Regions from separate parts of the Mus musculus genome. Here region 2 is linked to region 1. Evidence: chromatin contacts called from public Micro-C data. All regions are on one chromosome and are shown on one strand. Each heading gives the region's core, a stretch centred on a gene start, on an enhancer-like site or on the middle of the called end of the contact. The rest is flanking DNA. Distances are from core to core; before and after follow the strand shown. Region 1 holds the start of A830082K12Rik (RIKEN cDNA A830082K12 gene). Region 2 holds the start of Otp (orthopedia homeobox).

Region 1 (7,494 bases), core at 3,452-5,951:
GTTTTGTGACTCTTCCCTCCCCCAGCCTCCCTTTCTCTGCTGCGTTCCGCTGCTCACTACTCCCTGTCTCTGATTGTTTGGGGAGTAAAATTTAGAATTTCTATATAAACAGCGCGCACACGCTCTCTCTCTCCTCTTTCCTTCCTTCCTTCCTTCCTTCCTTCCTTCCTTCCTCCCTCCCTCCCTCCCTCCCTCCCCCCTCCCTTCCTTCCCTCCTTTTTTTTATCATATCAATTTCACCTTTAAACGAACCGGAAGACTTGATCACGAATATTAGGGCTGAGAGGCTAAGGCCAGGAGCCCCTGCCACCCCATGTCCCGCCTCTCCATCATCTGCGTACAATGGGCCGCAGCACGCAGAATGCAGTCTCCATTATTCCAAATAGAAGGGCATACATAAGAAAGTCTTTATTCTGCTCTTTAAAAAAAATATATATCACTGGCCACTAAGTGGTAGATCCCAGAGACCAAAAAGCGCAAAGCGTGCCCCAAACACTCAGCGCTTTCTAAAGCCCTCACTAGTGAGATTTAAAGTGGGAACCAGTATTAATAGCCAAACCCTACCTCTTTCCATACAACTTGGCCATTTACTTCCACCTTTACCTTGGGGCGCTCGGAACGCTTGAGACAAACTTTTACGCTCTCCCTAGTTGAGGGCTGGTAAGAGGGACTCTCACTCCCACTCCCACTTCGGGTGGAGGCAGCCGTGGCTTTGTCACTCTGCCGCCCTGTGCCTGCCTGAGCCTGCGGATGAGAGCGATCTTAAAACGAGGGGGGTTGCGAGTGTGGGATTGGAGAATATGTAACTAATAGAAGTATCGTTTTCCCCAGTACCATCTTTCAAGGAAAAAAAAATTCCATTGAAAGAATTTTCAAAGTGCTGTCTTGGTTTGGAGAAAAGGCACTGGTTGCCAATGAGGAGGGGAGGAGGGACTCGGCTGCGTGCCGCCTGAGAGCGGCTCCCGTCCGCTAGGTGGCAGGCCGACCTAGCGATTCCTGCAAGGCCCGCGGCGGGACCCGCTCCTCCTGCCTACCCCTCCTTTTGCGACCAATCACCTTCGGGAATGGGGTCTCAGTCACACACACCCCAACACACACACACACACACACACACACACACACACACACACCACCACCACCACCACCACCACCACCACCACCACCACCACCACCACCACCACCACACAGCGAGTGAGAGACTCAGTCTCTTCCTCCTCCTCCTCCTCCTCCTCCTCTCCCCCTCCCCCTCCCCCTCCGTTTCCCACTTCTCGTCCCCTCCCCTCCTCCCCTCTCCCTCTTCCCCGTCTTCTCGTTCGTTCGTTTGCTCTTTTCCTGTGACTGACTTGTCCGCACTAACAGCCGCCCCACAACAATATGAGGAGTTACAAATGCTTTATTAATAATCATTGAAGCATTGTTTGGAGTTTGAGCATCCTGGGAATAAAAATGATGAAAAAGGAAAAAGAGGATTGATTGGAAAGTTTATTTTAAGATCATCTTTGGGATGAATAGGAATCATCGATTCGGATCGAATTTGTGGCAGTAGCTGCAGTTTCATGTGTGTGCTTTGTCGTAATTACGCCTCCGAAACTATGATATACTTCAGATTTTTAAATGAGGAGGCTTTTCATAATTATATAAAATGAGCGGGATACAGACTAAGATTATATTGAATGTGAACTAAGATTCTAAACCAAGTAGACTTCACAAATCATTAAAATGATGGAGTTTTTTTCCTCATTAATTTTTTTCTTAACGTTTTCAGTGCCACTCCTTACGCTCATAAAACCTAATTCTGAAAAGTTTTCATAAGATATACAGTAATTTCTTTCTCCTCGTTTTTTCCCATCACAACGCGTTCTCCCCTCATCATCCCTTTCCCCTCGTGTGTGTGTGTGTGTGTGTGTGTGTGTGTGTGTGTGTGTGACCATACACGACCCATACTAATCAGGTCTCAGAGTAAATAGCAGCGCAGGGCGATCTCAATGTAAATTATGCTTGTCAGAAGCACCCCCCCCCTCACTTTCTCTTCTCCTCCCCTCGACATCCCAGACTGTAGGTAGCTGGGGGGAGGGGAAAAGGACTTTCCAACCAATGGCGTGAAGGAGGCTTGGCTAACCTTAGCCTCCCATTTTCTCTCCCCCCCCCCACCCCCCATTCAGGGCTCTGACCAGTCAGTCGCCTTTGATTATCAGTTGCCAGCAGCCCTTCTCTTGGCTCCTTGACACGAGCTCCATATAAGGCAGAGATCTCCATAGAAACGTGTCAGTTTCAATAGTAGTGTCAAAGTTCACTATATACAGACATTCGCGCAGATCCCCCTTTCGGAAACATTGCTCTGAGTGTCCTCCCGTTTAAACGCATTCAATTTTTTGGTCCCTCTCCTCTCCTCTCCTCTCCTCTCCTCTCCTCTCCTCTCCTCTCCTCTCCTCTCCTCTCCTCTCCTCTCCTCTCCTCTCCTCTCGCCCCTCTCTCCCTCCTCTCCTTTCTCTCACCCACTCTCCTCTTGCCCTATCTCTCCCCCTTTCTTTTCCTTACATATTCTACTAGTTGTCGCCCTTCCTCTTTCTCTCCCTCCTTTTCTCTTTCACTCCTTTCCTCTAGAAGAGAGAAGACTAAACTTGAAAAAAAAAGGAGGAGGAGGCACCCCTCAGTATTCTTCTTATCGTTATTATATATATATATGTATGTATATATATATATATATATATGATTTTTTTTGGAGGGAGGGTGTTGGTTCCCAGCTGAAGAGCACTTATTTAAAATACTAAAAAAAGAACATTTTTGGGCGATCTCCAGGGTTTTTTAACTAGCTCTGTGTGTTATAGCAGAAGAAGCAGAAGAAGCAAGAAAGAGGAAAAGAAGAGGATTATTTATTCGACCTACTTTGGATGTCTCTCTCGCTTTCTCTTTTTCCTTATTTTCTCAAGCATTTTCTTCTGATTTTTATTTTTTTCCTATTTCGCTGTGAATTCGTCGCTGGCGTGAATTATCTCGTATTTTTCTCCCCCTTCCGTCACCTCCCGAAAGAAGAAGGCAGAGAGAACCCGGCGCCACCCGCACAACAAAAAGAGCAAAGTGTGTGATCTTCCTCGCCGGCTGCCTCCCGCTCTCCAGCGCTGCCTTCCTGAATGGCTGGCTGCGTCCGGCCCTGGACCTGGCCCCCAGACACCCGAGCGCCCTGATCCTCGCCGGCAGCTTCGTCCCGATCCTGCTCGACTCTCCCAGCTCCCCGCACTCTTGAAACCGGGCGAGGGCTCCCGCCAGGACAGCGGCGGCGGCACGGGCAGCACCGGCCTCGGCTCGCTCTCGGGCTGCGGCCCCGACTCCGGCTCGGACTCCCGCCCGGGCCCGGGCTCCTCCAGCGGAGCACGCAGCGGCGGCCAGCTCCTCCAGCAGCGTCTGCAGCCGCGACCTCCTCCTCCGCGGCCGCCGCCGCCCTCGCCGCTTCCTCTATGTCGGCTCAGCCCGCGCTCTGCGCGTAGCCCCAGCGGCCAGCGGCCAGCGGGCGGGCGGGCGGGCGGGCGGGCGCCCGGCGCGGGTGAGCGAGTGTGTGTGCGAGTGTGTGTGTGCGCGGGGGTGCGGGCGAGGCGGAGGGCGAGAGTGTGCGCGCGCCGTGGCCCATGCCCGCCGCCCCCGGCGCTGCGCCCCGCGCCGCTCCCGGCTGCCGCCTGTGCCATTTCTGATTTTGCAAGTTGGGGAAGAAGAAAAAAGCGAGAGAAGGGAGCTCGCTCGCTGGGGGGTGGGGAGGGGGGAGAGAGAGAGAGGCCCCCCCAGGAACGGAGTGCGGGGGGAGCGGGCGAGGGGAGCAGGGGTGTTGGGGGGGGGGAGCCTGAGAGCCTGGGGGGGCTGCAAAAAGAGAGAAAGAAAACAGCAGGAACCACAACAAAACGCCAGCAGGGCGGGCGGGCGCGCAGCAGCAGCGGGGCGGCTGAGGCAGTAACGGCGGCGGCGGCGGCGGCGGCGCAGGCAGAGGCCGGTGCCCGGCTCGGGCTCGGCTCCGGCGACCCCGGGGCGCCCGGTGGGCCCCCCGCCCCCTCCCCCTCCCCCCTTCCCCTTCCCCTTCCCCTCCCAGCGCGCCCGCGCGCCCCGCGGCCCTCGGCGAGCAGCTCGGCTCCCCCCAGCGCTCCCTGGGCCCAAAGATATGGCAATGGTAGTTAGCAGCTGGCGAGATCCGCAGGACGACGTGGCCGGGGGCAACCCCGGCGGCCCCAACCCCGCAGCGCAGGCAGCCCGCGGCGGCGGCGGCGGCGAGCAGCAGCAGGCGGGCTCCGGCGCGCCGCACACGCCGCAGACCCCGGGCCAGCCCGGAGCGCCCGCCACCCCCGGCACGGCAGGGGACAAGGGCCAGGGCCCGCCCGGTTCAGGCCAGAGCCAGCAGCACATCGAGTGCGTGGTGTGCGGGGACAAGTCGAGCGGCAAGCACTACGGCCAATTCACCTGCGAGGGCTGCAAAAGTTTCTTCAAGAGGAGCGTCCGCAGGAACTTAACTTACACATGCCGTGCCAACAGGAACTGTCCCATCGACCAGCACCACCGCAACCAGTGCCAATACTGCCGCCTCAAGAAGTGCCTCAAAGTGGGCATGAGGCGGGAAGGTGAATATTTCTTCTCTGCTTCTCTCCCTGCGCTTCGCCCGCCTCCCTGCTCTTTCTTTCTCTCTCGCCTTGGTGCCTGTGGCTGTGGGGATGGGGCTTCTGTGGTCCCAGCCGGTCCGGGCTTCCCAGTCTTCGCTGCTTTCCTCCCCCAGCGTCCCCCCCCCCCCAGCTCGCTGCCGCTGCCTCCCCCTCCCGCCCTGCGCTCCTCTCCCCGGCTCCTCCACCCCGCCCGCTGCCTGCTCAAGATTGTGTCCCTGGGATCGTGAGCTGTAGCTTAAAAATCCCTCCCTTCCTCTGTTGGATGTGCTCCGTGTGTGTCTCGTTCCCGCTTGTGTGTGAGGATGCTTGGGGCTGTGCTAGCATGAACTTGGGAGGGGTGATGATTTTCTGCAGAAAACCGTTTCTCTCCGTGTGTGTTTTTGTTTTTTGGTTTTTTTTGTTTTTCCCATTCTACTTTCTCCTCTGCCTCATCGTACCTTTTATTTATAATGGGAGAGGACTGGGGCTGGAGGACCCTGAACCATAGATTCATTGCTGCCACCATCCTTTAGGAAGCTTAGCTTGGAAAAAGAGGAGTGAGATTTATTGCACTTGTAGGTCTAATTAGGGGGGAAGGGGGGCTTCTGGCCTGTTCACTGGCTCCCTCTCCTCTTCAGGGATCTGGGGCCGCCTCCTCCCGAGCTGTGGCCTTGTTTTCACCCCTATACTTTGAAAGGAAAGTTTGTGACTGAACCCTGCTTTCATAGTAGTGTCATTTTTAAAGCTTGATACTCGTTTTATTTCTTCATCAAACTCCACCCTCTGCTTAAATACTGCATACAAATTACAATTTACAACGGCATTTACCGATCCTTCTGATCTGGCTATAATGCACAGACTGCAGCTGGCTTGAGCTTCTGCATCATTTAATCGATGTGTGAGATTTTTTTTTTATTAAGCACAACTTTTGATGTTTAATTTGGATATGCTTCATATTCATGTGGCATGAGATGGAACACTTTTCTTACAAATATATTTAGCGGTTTATAGTTAAAGTTTATCTCCTGGCAATCATTAAACATATCTTATAGTCAAATTAGTGAACCAGTCAATTTCGAAGAACATAGATTACTTCTTCTTGTAATTGACTTCAAAATTATATTTTATATGCCACAAGAAAAGAAATTGAATTCCTTCAGATCTCAAGGAGAAGGCAAATATGACGACTCCATTGCTAGCTCCAGGGAGATTGTTTAGGCATCTGAAAAAAAAAAAAACAAAAAACAAAAAAAAACAAAAAAACTTTGAATTGTGCTCTCATTTAATTGAAAAATAACTGCCAAGTTCAAAACTATAATTAGAAAAAGTATTCTAACCATTGTGTTTCAAAGAGCGTAAACCGCACTGAAACTCTTGTTGGAATTAGAACCAAAGAAAATGATGTAGAGCCTGAGGTAGGACAGCTCTGTGGACATGGACCTCGCTCTACTAATTTGTTGGGGGATGGCAGTTCAGTAGCCCTAACTTTCCCTAGAGTTGTCTTTGTTTACATGGCAATTGAAAATGCTGGCACTGTTGAAGTAAAACATACACATTTAAAAAAAAAAAAAAAAAACTTTGGTCAGCTTTAAGAACTCAATGCATGCTTACGTTTTGCATTCAGATGGGTAATGAATCCAGTGTTTTTGCAGTTGCAAGCTCGCGCATTCACTGGGCAAAGCTGGCTGCAGGTTGCAGTGGCATCGCACAGGACAGACATTAATTGTAGTTCCTACTTTTTTTCAATATGTTTGGCTACTGTAAGTTCAACTTCTTTGAAATTTTTTAATTTTCTGTTTCTTTTAATAGTGAGAAATTTGTATGGGGCAGTCTGGAGGAGGGAAGATGGGAGGAGGTGTGTGTTATGCTTGCTGGTAGTCCAACTCAGTAAGATATATATATATAACTTGTATCTTTTAAAAATTATTCTGTAGCACTTTAGAGATTATGGGAACATTTTATACACTTGCTGCTTGTTTACAAGTGAAGAGTACTCTAAGGTTTGTGGCTTTCTCAGGTTTCATTTTTAAAAGAGAAACTTTGATTTGTATCATTCTGAAAGGATTTCATTTATATCTGTGTTGCTTCTTAGTAGCTGGGAGGTTGGGTGGTACTTTCTTAGCCATCCTGAGCTAGGGGCCTTGCAGTCAGGCCTAGTTCTTCTTCTCTAGCTAAAATAGCCAGGGATGCAGACTATGGATGGACACACGGAGCCGGTGAAGGTAGATGACTTCACCCTAGATCTCCTAGCAGTGTGATCTGTGAGTAAGACCCAGCAAGCAGGAGAAGATGCTTCGGGAGCGAGTGACTGCAGGAAAGAACCACAGTGCGTTGGGTGCGCGCTGCGGCTCGGCGATGTTCACAAGCCCCCCTGGATGCACATTGCCTCTTTTCTCTCTTTCTTTTTATCAGCGGTTCAGCGAGGAAGAATGCCTCCAACCCAGCCCAATCCAGGCCAGTATGCACTCACAAACGGGGATCCTCTCAATGGCCACTGCTACCTGTCTGGCTACATTTCTCTGCTGCTGCGCGCAGAGCCCTACCCCACGTCGCGTTATGGCAGCCAGTGCATGCAGCCCAACAACATCATGGGCATCGAGAACATCTGCGAGCTGGCAGCCCGCCTCCTCTTCAGCGCCGTCGAGTGGGCCCGCAACATCCCGTTCTTCCCGGATCTGCAGATCACGGACCAGGTGTCTCTGCTGCGCCTCACCTGGAGCGAGCTGTTCGTGCTCAACGCGGCCCAGTGCTCCATGCCCCTGCACGTGGCGCCGCTGCTGGCCGCAGCCGGCCTGCACGCCTCGCCCATGTCCGCGGACCGCGTCGTGGCCTTCATGGACCACATCCGCATCTTTCAGGAACAGGTGGAGAAGCTCAA
Region 2 (7,494 bases), core at 2,850-5,349, about 17 Mb before region 1:
TGCAAGCACAATAAGTTAAATGTTTAGATCATTTTTAATCAGTGCAGTGGCCCACATACTGGAAAGAATGTGTGGCAATCTGTTAACTATAAAGAAAACTATGAAGCACTCATCATATAAGAATGTAAACCAATTACTATTTAATTTGAATTTGGTCAAGGAGCAATGGTACAGTGAATTGTGAAGTAAATACATTTCCCATAAATTATTTTCGCATTACGTTACATAATGTTAATCATTTTGAAATGTTAATTAAGAAGGTTATGTTGATCTGATTACTTTTTAAACTATGAAACATTATTTTTAAAAAATATTGAAATTGCTGTTCTATTAAATTGTTTTTATCAGTAGACTCAAGCTATTATCTTCGGTTGAACATTATGCTAGAACAATTAACATACTTTGTCTCTTTCTTCTTGCATATTCTTTTGTGTACTTTTTGAACATAACTACCACACAGTTTATATTTTATTTCATTTATAACTTTTTCTATTAAAAGAATCACTGCCATTAACCTTTGGAAGACCTAATAAAGTTTAATAGACCTCATTTTCTTTTTTAATAAAATCAGCCATCCAATTATATTTTATTTGTGATTCTAAGTTCTATTTTAATTTGAACTAATTACCAATATGTCTAGGTTAAGATACAGCACTGCACTCTTTTATACAAAAATTAATAGCAAAGATTTCTCTTGAGAGCAAAAAGTAAATTTGTGAACTTTGATTCTTCGATATTGAGCTTACAATCAAGTATTATTGTTGGATTGTATATTTCCATGACAGTTTGAACCCACACTTAAAAAGTGTAAGGTGAAGATTTAAAGAACATTTAATATGCCCGAACAATGTAATTAGTACTCTTCATATGTGTAATGTCTTTGCCCCATTGTTTAAGCTTTTCAGAGTTCACTAACAAATACCCAGATTTATATTTAATAAAAATATTAATCGTTGTGAATATTTATCTATTAATTTGACCATTTTAAGTCTCTGGGATATTCATTTCTTATTAGAACAAAGGTATGTATTCCCGTTTAGATGAACTACAAAATGCCGAATGGAAATAAATCCTGATTTCCTGACCAATCAAATGTAAAAGAACTGTAGTTCTTAAAGTTAATTTCCAAAATCAGGTAGCACTGGCTTAACAAATTATTTAACTTAGCACCCAGGATTCTAGAAGGAAAGGGAAAAAAGGTCCAAAGTAGAGAGAAAAATATTTTCAGCACCGTGGATAGCTCTCGGCAAGCGCAAAGCTTCTTCAAGGCGCCTGTCAATGAAATAGTACATATTGCCAGTCTTTGTAAAAGAAACAAGAAAGAAAATTGGGGTTTATTAATCTTATATTTTCTCTCCCAATTTTCAAAAGAGATACAGGTGAAATTTTCTAGATTTCATATAATTACAATTTAGAAAGTGGTTGGATAAAATATGGGCACAATAACAAATTCCTCCATTACAATTTAAGCTTTCTGGCCTGAAAAGTTCCTTCTTTGGGTCAAATATCCACAACAGACAGTGCTCATTTCCTGCTTTCCTCCTTAAGGGAAATCTTAATTATTTTATTAAAATTCAAGACCCAAATTTCATAGGTGGTGTAGTATTTTCGGCCAGTCCCTGCGCGTAAATCACCCAAGGCAAAAAAAGCCTTTGAAAACAACAAAGCTGAGGGTGTTTTGCCTGTAAGACGAAAGAAGGTGATATTTTAAGAGAATAAAACCACACCTGGAAGTTTGAGTACTCCACCCCGCTTTTTAAAGACACCAACTGCACTGTGGTTCCTCTTCCTTGTTTCCTGTATTATTATGAAATGCCCCCCATTTATCCAAATGCATAATAGAAACTCATTACGGGGTAATGAAACACTTGTCAATAGAGCTGGAGCAAGGTGCGCGCTGGGCTTAGCTTCTGGGGAGACGAGAAGGTTCCCATCTTTGTTGGAAGAAGTTGGACTTGGGCCCCGCAGCCCCATAACACCGGGCTGCTTTTGAGGAGTTTTGAGATGAGGGATGGGGCTACAATGGAGGAAGTCCATGGGGGCCTGTGATCATCCTAGCCAATATTTGGACAGAGTATGGTATCCTCCGACCCAGGAACGTAGAAACAACAAGCGCGCAGCTCGGGATCCCAGCAGAGCACAATACCTACTCCGTGCTCTAATCCTCCCCTTCCCTCCTTGCCTTCCTCCCCTGAGCCCAAGCCCGCCTTACCTGCACCCGCGACTCGGTCAGCCCGATACGCAGCGCTAGCTCCTCACGCATGAAGATGTCGGGGTAGTGAGTCTTGGCGAAGCTCCTCTCCAATTCGTTGAGCTGTGCTGGGGTGAAGCGTGTCCGGTGGCGCTTCTGTTTCTGTTGGCCCTGCTGTTGGCCGGCTTGGCTGGGGTTGGGGCCGCCCTGGGGCCCCGGCTGCTTGTCTGGGTCTTTGGCGCTCACCGCCAGCGAAGCAGGGGTAGAGCCCACGGTGGTGATGTCCTCGCCCGGCAGCAGAGTGGCTCCTTCGACCGGGTCCGAGTTGGGTGCCAGGTCCCCTGGATGACCCCCAGGGTCAGAGCCCCCCACACCCAGCCTACACTTCACCGCCTCCCGGTGGCCCAGAAGCTCGGCGGCATCTTTCATACCTGAGGAGGGAAAGGGATCTCGATCAGTACTGTCCTGGCGACGTGAGGAGCCGGTGACTTCCCTGAGAGGTTCTGCTTCAGCCCCATCCACCGCTCCCTCTGCGCCCACGCTTGCCCCGAGGCGGAAACTGCCTGGTCCTCAGCCCGGTTTCCCAGGAATTGGACAGCTAGGTTGAAATAGCATCTCCTGGCCTCCTTCTCTCCACAGCCCGCTCTGGTGCTTCACAGCTCCGGCCTTCGTGTCTCCCACAAAACAAAACAAAAAACAAAACAAAAACAAAAACAAAAAAACCACTCCCAGGCCTGACAATGAAACACACCCGAGTCCTTTCACTAACTGTAACCCTGGTGTCCCAGGAAACCTTGAGAAAATTCTTAGTCGGGTGGTGCGGGAGAAAAAGAAATCAAGAGAGAGCCTTTGGAGGCTGCTCCTCCTGAGCAAAGGCGCTAAATGAACTCTGGCCAATTCCCTCTGACTTTCGGAAGATGAATATGTCTCCAAGCCTTCCACCTCTCAAAATAAGCCCAAATCAGCTCCGCCTCCCCCTCAAATCAGAGAAAGTGTTTGGGAAACGGAGTCACATCCATCACTAAAGCTCCCCAAGCCTGAAGCCCAGAACTTGGTAACCCAGATAGCTTCAAAGAAATTTAAGTAAACTCTATAGCCATAACAGTGAATCAAACTTTAGAGAATTCAACTTTTCTCTCCCGAGAAATAAACGGCTCGTCCCTCCCCGTCACTGGTAACACCGAGTCCCTTGTAGAAGGCAGGGATGCCCGAGAGGATGAGTTGGGCTTTTCTTCTCAACCAGCACACTTAGCAAATCCACCTTCATACAGCGGCTTCTCCTTCACAAAGGAGAAGATTTTTTTTTAAAAAAAGAAAACAAATTTAAGCACACTTAGAGGAGAAGGTGATGATAGAAAGGAAGAAGGGGAAAAAGGGATGAAAGAAATTCCAAATCAAAGCAAACAAGAGTGGAAAAAGAGAGAAACACCTCCAAACAAATTATCGCGGGCTAGAACTCCTTCCAAAAATAATAATATTAATAATGAAGGGGAGAGAGAAAGAAAAAAATAAGAAAAACAAAAAGGTGTCAGCATCCCCAACTCCGTTTTGTTTTGGAATCTACATATTCCATAGATTTTTTTTAAGACGATGTTAAATCAAATTAAACTTTAATACAGCACAATTACTTTTAAAGAAATTAGTCCATTTAGGGCGCATTAAGGTAAAATAAGGAACAAATTGACAATTTCCTGCCCCGGCTTCTCCTGGCTGCCCGGGTGAGAGGCGCTCACTCACCTAGCCTGGCGTCCAGGAGGTCGGCGTGAGACAGCATCGCGCACCGCTCCAGGGCGAAAGCTGTTCCCCCCCAAATTTTAGCGGCTTTAAGTTATTTAAAATAGATATAAGCTATAAGCTATACGATATAGATATATATAGATCACCTAAATGAAAGAAAATTCGGTTTGTGGTTAAAAAGGGGGCTTCTTGCATTATAATGTCCTTTAGAGAGACGGGGAGGTGCTTAACAGATGAATGAACCCGTGAGCAGCTCGGCGAGGGGACCAATCAGGAGGGCAGCCTGCAAATGTCAGCGCCCGGAGAGTCCCCCACTCCGCCCGCCCGCCCGCCTGCGCCTGCCGGGAGGAGGCGGCGGCCGCAGCCCAGGCAGCTCCAGCCTCCAGCAGCCGCTAAAGCAGCAGCGGCCACCTTGGCCTCGCCCTGGGCCTCTGGGCCGAGCCTCGGTCAGTTCTTCCCAGAGATTTTCTCCGGGCACATCTCCCCTTTCCTTGTCCTGCCTTGCTCGCTTCACAGGCTCTGTGTATCAGAGCTAGGGTGTCCCTGGAACGGGGGCAGTTCAGACACCAAAGCAGGACATGACCTCTGCATGACCTGAGAGTCGCCACCCCCAGCCCACACACATCCCACCGCACCCGCGCCCCCGCTGCCCCTGCTCGTGCCAGCTAGGGGACACTGGACCGCGGTAGTCAAAGCCCTAGCTCACCAGGCAGCCAAGCTACCATCTCTAGAACGACCCTAAATTTCTGCCACTGTTCTGCAGGCCTTCTCTAGAGACCCAGACTCTGGCCTACTGAGCCCCAATCCCATTGCAAGCCTAGAAAATAAAGAGGAAGTTGCCCCCCCACCACCACCCCGCCAAGGTCCCCTGTCCGCTTTGGGGGAGGGGGAGACTTCATGAAGTGAGCCTTCCTCCAGAACTCCAGAAGCTGCGTTCCAGGGCCACCTGCCCGATAGGCCTACACTCTCACCCAGGTCCCAACCTGCTCTTTCGGTCAAAGTTTCTAAGTTCAGCTAGACGACCAAAGCCACTTAAGGCAGTAAATAAAGTTAACCGCTCTTTATTTTCCTCTTGGATGTGTTAAACTACTTGAACAATTTAAAGTGCTTTTGCACAAGTGAAGCGAACCATTTCTAATGTTCTGATTTTTCAGAGCCAGCCAACAACAAAGTTTAGATTAGTAATATATTTCTAACCAGAGTAATTTTCAAGATCATTAGGCATTTATGTAATTAGTGCCAAATCTATAAGCTTTTATTACGATTATTAGAGTAAAATCAGTATAAATTTGTACTAATTTACTACTGTTTAGACTTGGCTGCCAAGCCCAGAGGTTCTTATTGTAAATGATAACTGAGGAAATTAAGTGCAAAATTCTGTACCGTTTCTGATCTGCTCCCAAACAATCCGTTTCAATTGTATTTGCAGCAGAACATGATGCCCCTTTAAAGTTATTTGACTTGTATTTTTATTTGCAACACAAGAAAAATGCCCTCTACCCAAGGCAAAATGAAAACTGATATTTACTGCTCCCAACTTGATTAACATTGATTTTTAATTCGAGGGTGATGCAATTAAGATTATTCATTTAGTGCAAATAAAGCTTCCACAAAGGGTGGCCCTCTGAAGTCTGTTTTAAATAATACCGAACAAATGGCTTTTTTTGTTCGTCGCCCAATTGACTTACACAAAACATTGAAAATGCTGCCCGAGAGCAGATGCGAGGGTGTGTGTGTGTGTGTGTGTGTGTGTGTGTGTGTGTGTGTGTCTGTGTCCTTTACTCTGTGTGTGACAGGGAAGAGCAAGGAGACAAAGGAGGCGGCGAAGCAACTCTGGGGCAGTTTTGTTTCCTCCTCGTCCTCAGCCCTTTTCAAAGTCCTGCGGTGCCCAACCCGGGTGCGCGCGTCTGCACCGGGGCACACTCGCTTGTGAGTGCAGGGTCTGGGCTACGTGGGTGTCGCAGAGCGCCGGAGAACGCTCACTCCGCAGCTCGGGACCTGGCGGGGCTGCAGTGGCCGCCGGGCAGCGGGTACCAACCGGGCCTAGCAGGAGCTGGGCGCCGCGAAGCCGGGGGTGCGCTCTAGGAGGAGCCTAGGCGACTCTAGCACGCCTGGGAGCCTCGGGGGCTTTCGGCCAGCGCCTGGTGTGCTATCCAGAACGGTTTTTCCTGAAAGGGAAATCCCAAGCCCTAAAGCAAACCGAGCCCCTCTGGTAGCAGCTTGATTTTCTCTATACACCTCCCACTCCCCATTTTGACAACTCGGCCGCGATCAGCAGGAGGGGACAGTTCAGCCTTCCAGGGCGGGACTGTACGCTCTGGACCTGGCACAAGAGCACGCACCTGGGACTGCCCCCGGGTTTCAAACTACCAAGGAGGGGTTTTCTGGGTATTCAGGCCTGAAAGGCAGGTAGAGGTGTAGTCAAGTGGCTAAAGAAGGAACCAGAAGGTGGAGTACAGAAGGTGGAATAGCGGTCGCCTGCTCGGTAGAAGAGTCTAAGAAGTCCGGTCCTGCGGTGACCTGGCTGCTTAAGTGAGAGACTTGAGAGGTCACCTGGGAAGAGAACAGGCGCGAGCTTACAAGTGTGTGCTCACAAGCGCTGGTGCCCGCTCCCGCAGCAGCCCTGTATCTGCTGCCTTCCTTGCCTGGCGTCCTCACATGTACTCGCTCGTATATTCTGCTTTGTTGTATCTTTCAGGTCGATAAATAAATGTGTAATAGTTAATGTGAAGACACATCAGAGTAATAACAATGGGACAAAATCAAAGGATTATCCATCTCTGTTAGTAACCACTGAATAACAATGTTGCAGCGTGATTGATAGCCCGCTTCATTTTATGACTTTTCTATTGGTCTTGATTTTTATAGCAGTGTAAACAAACTAAATCATTTCTTCCAAGACTTCAGAGCACAAGCACCTCAGAGAAGGGAGGGAGGGAGGAAAGAGGAAAAAAGAAAAAGGGAAATCTGAGAATGGGAGGGGGTGACGGGGCAGCTTGGGGGCGTCGCGGTGGGGAGGGAGCGAGCTGGAGCCGGGACCTGGCAGCCAGCAGGCGTGGCAGGGAAGCAAAGAGAGTCCGTGTGTGAAGTGGTTGCCCCCACGCCCCCACTCCCTGTTCTCGCTCTGCAACTCGGTTTGGCCAATGTCTGAATCCACCTGGGCAGCGTGTGAGATGTATTTACCAGAGTTTTATTCGCCATCATCTTCCCACGTTCCTGGGGCAGCCGGGAAAGTGCCGGTCAGGCCCATTGCTGTTGATAATTCAAAGCATTTCCCACATGATCATGGGAACTGAAGTCCCTAACAAGGCGAGGCTTTAGCGCAATGGCCCCCAAATCTTCGGAATGACAAGAATGTCTTCAGAAATCACTTCAAAGCAAAGTAAAAGGATTTTCTATGACGGATCCAGTGATTTTTCCTCAATAAATAGGTTTTAGATTGTTACACACACGTAGAAGTGGAACAAAGGGAACTACCAGAAAATATATTGGTTGCCCCTAATAAAATTTATTTAGACAGTTTACTTCTCATAAAAAATAGAGATTGAATTTTGTACAAGAGCCTG

What was found. A called contact is a pair of places that touch in the nucleus more often than the background predicts.
Region 2: a contact with region 1 is called in a Micro-C map of embryonic stem cells, with 24 times the contacts expected there. The contact joins the promoter of Otp here to the promoter of A830082K12Rik in region 1. A contact is called at or near these places in 1 of 39 promoter capture datasets (cranial neural crest) and 1 of 484 Hi-C or Micro-C datasets (embryonic stem cells).

The regions. Positions count from the first base shown.
Region 1 is chr13:78,195,224-78,202,717 of GRCm38.p6, reverse strand. It overlaps A830082K12Rik (RIKEN cDNA A830082K12 gene), which reads right to left and starts at 4,701. Exons shown (of 3, transcript NR_045195.1): 1 at 4,496-4,701. It overlaps Nr2f1 (nuclear receptor subfamily 2, group F, member 1), which reads left to right and starts at 3,845. Exons shown (of 3, transcript NM_010151.3): 1 at 3,845-4,598; 2 at 7,029-7,494. The coding sequence starts at 4,145.
Region 2 is chr13:94,872,241-94,879,734 of GRCm38.p6, reverse strand. Otp (orthopedia homeobox) reads right to left here and starts at 4,099. Exons shown (of 3, transcript NM_011021.4): 1 at 3,929-4,099; 2 at 2,213-2,622. The coding sequence starts at 3,965.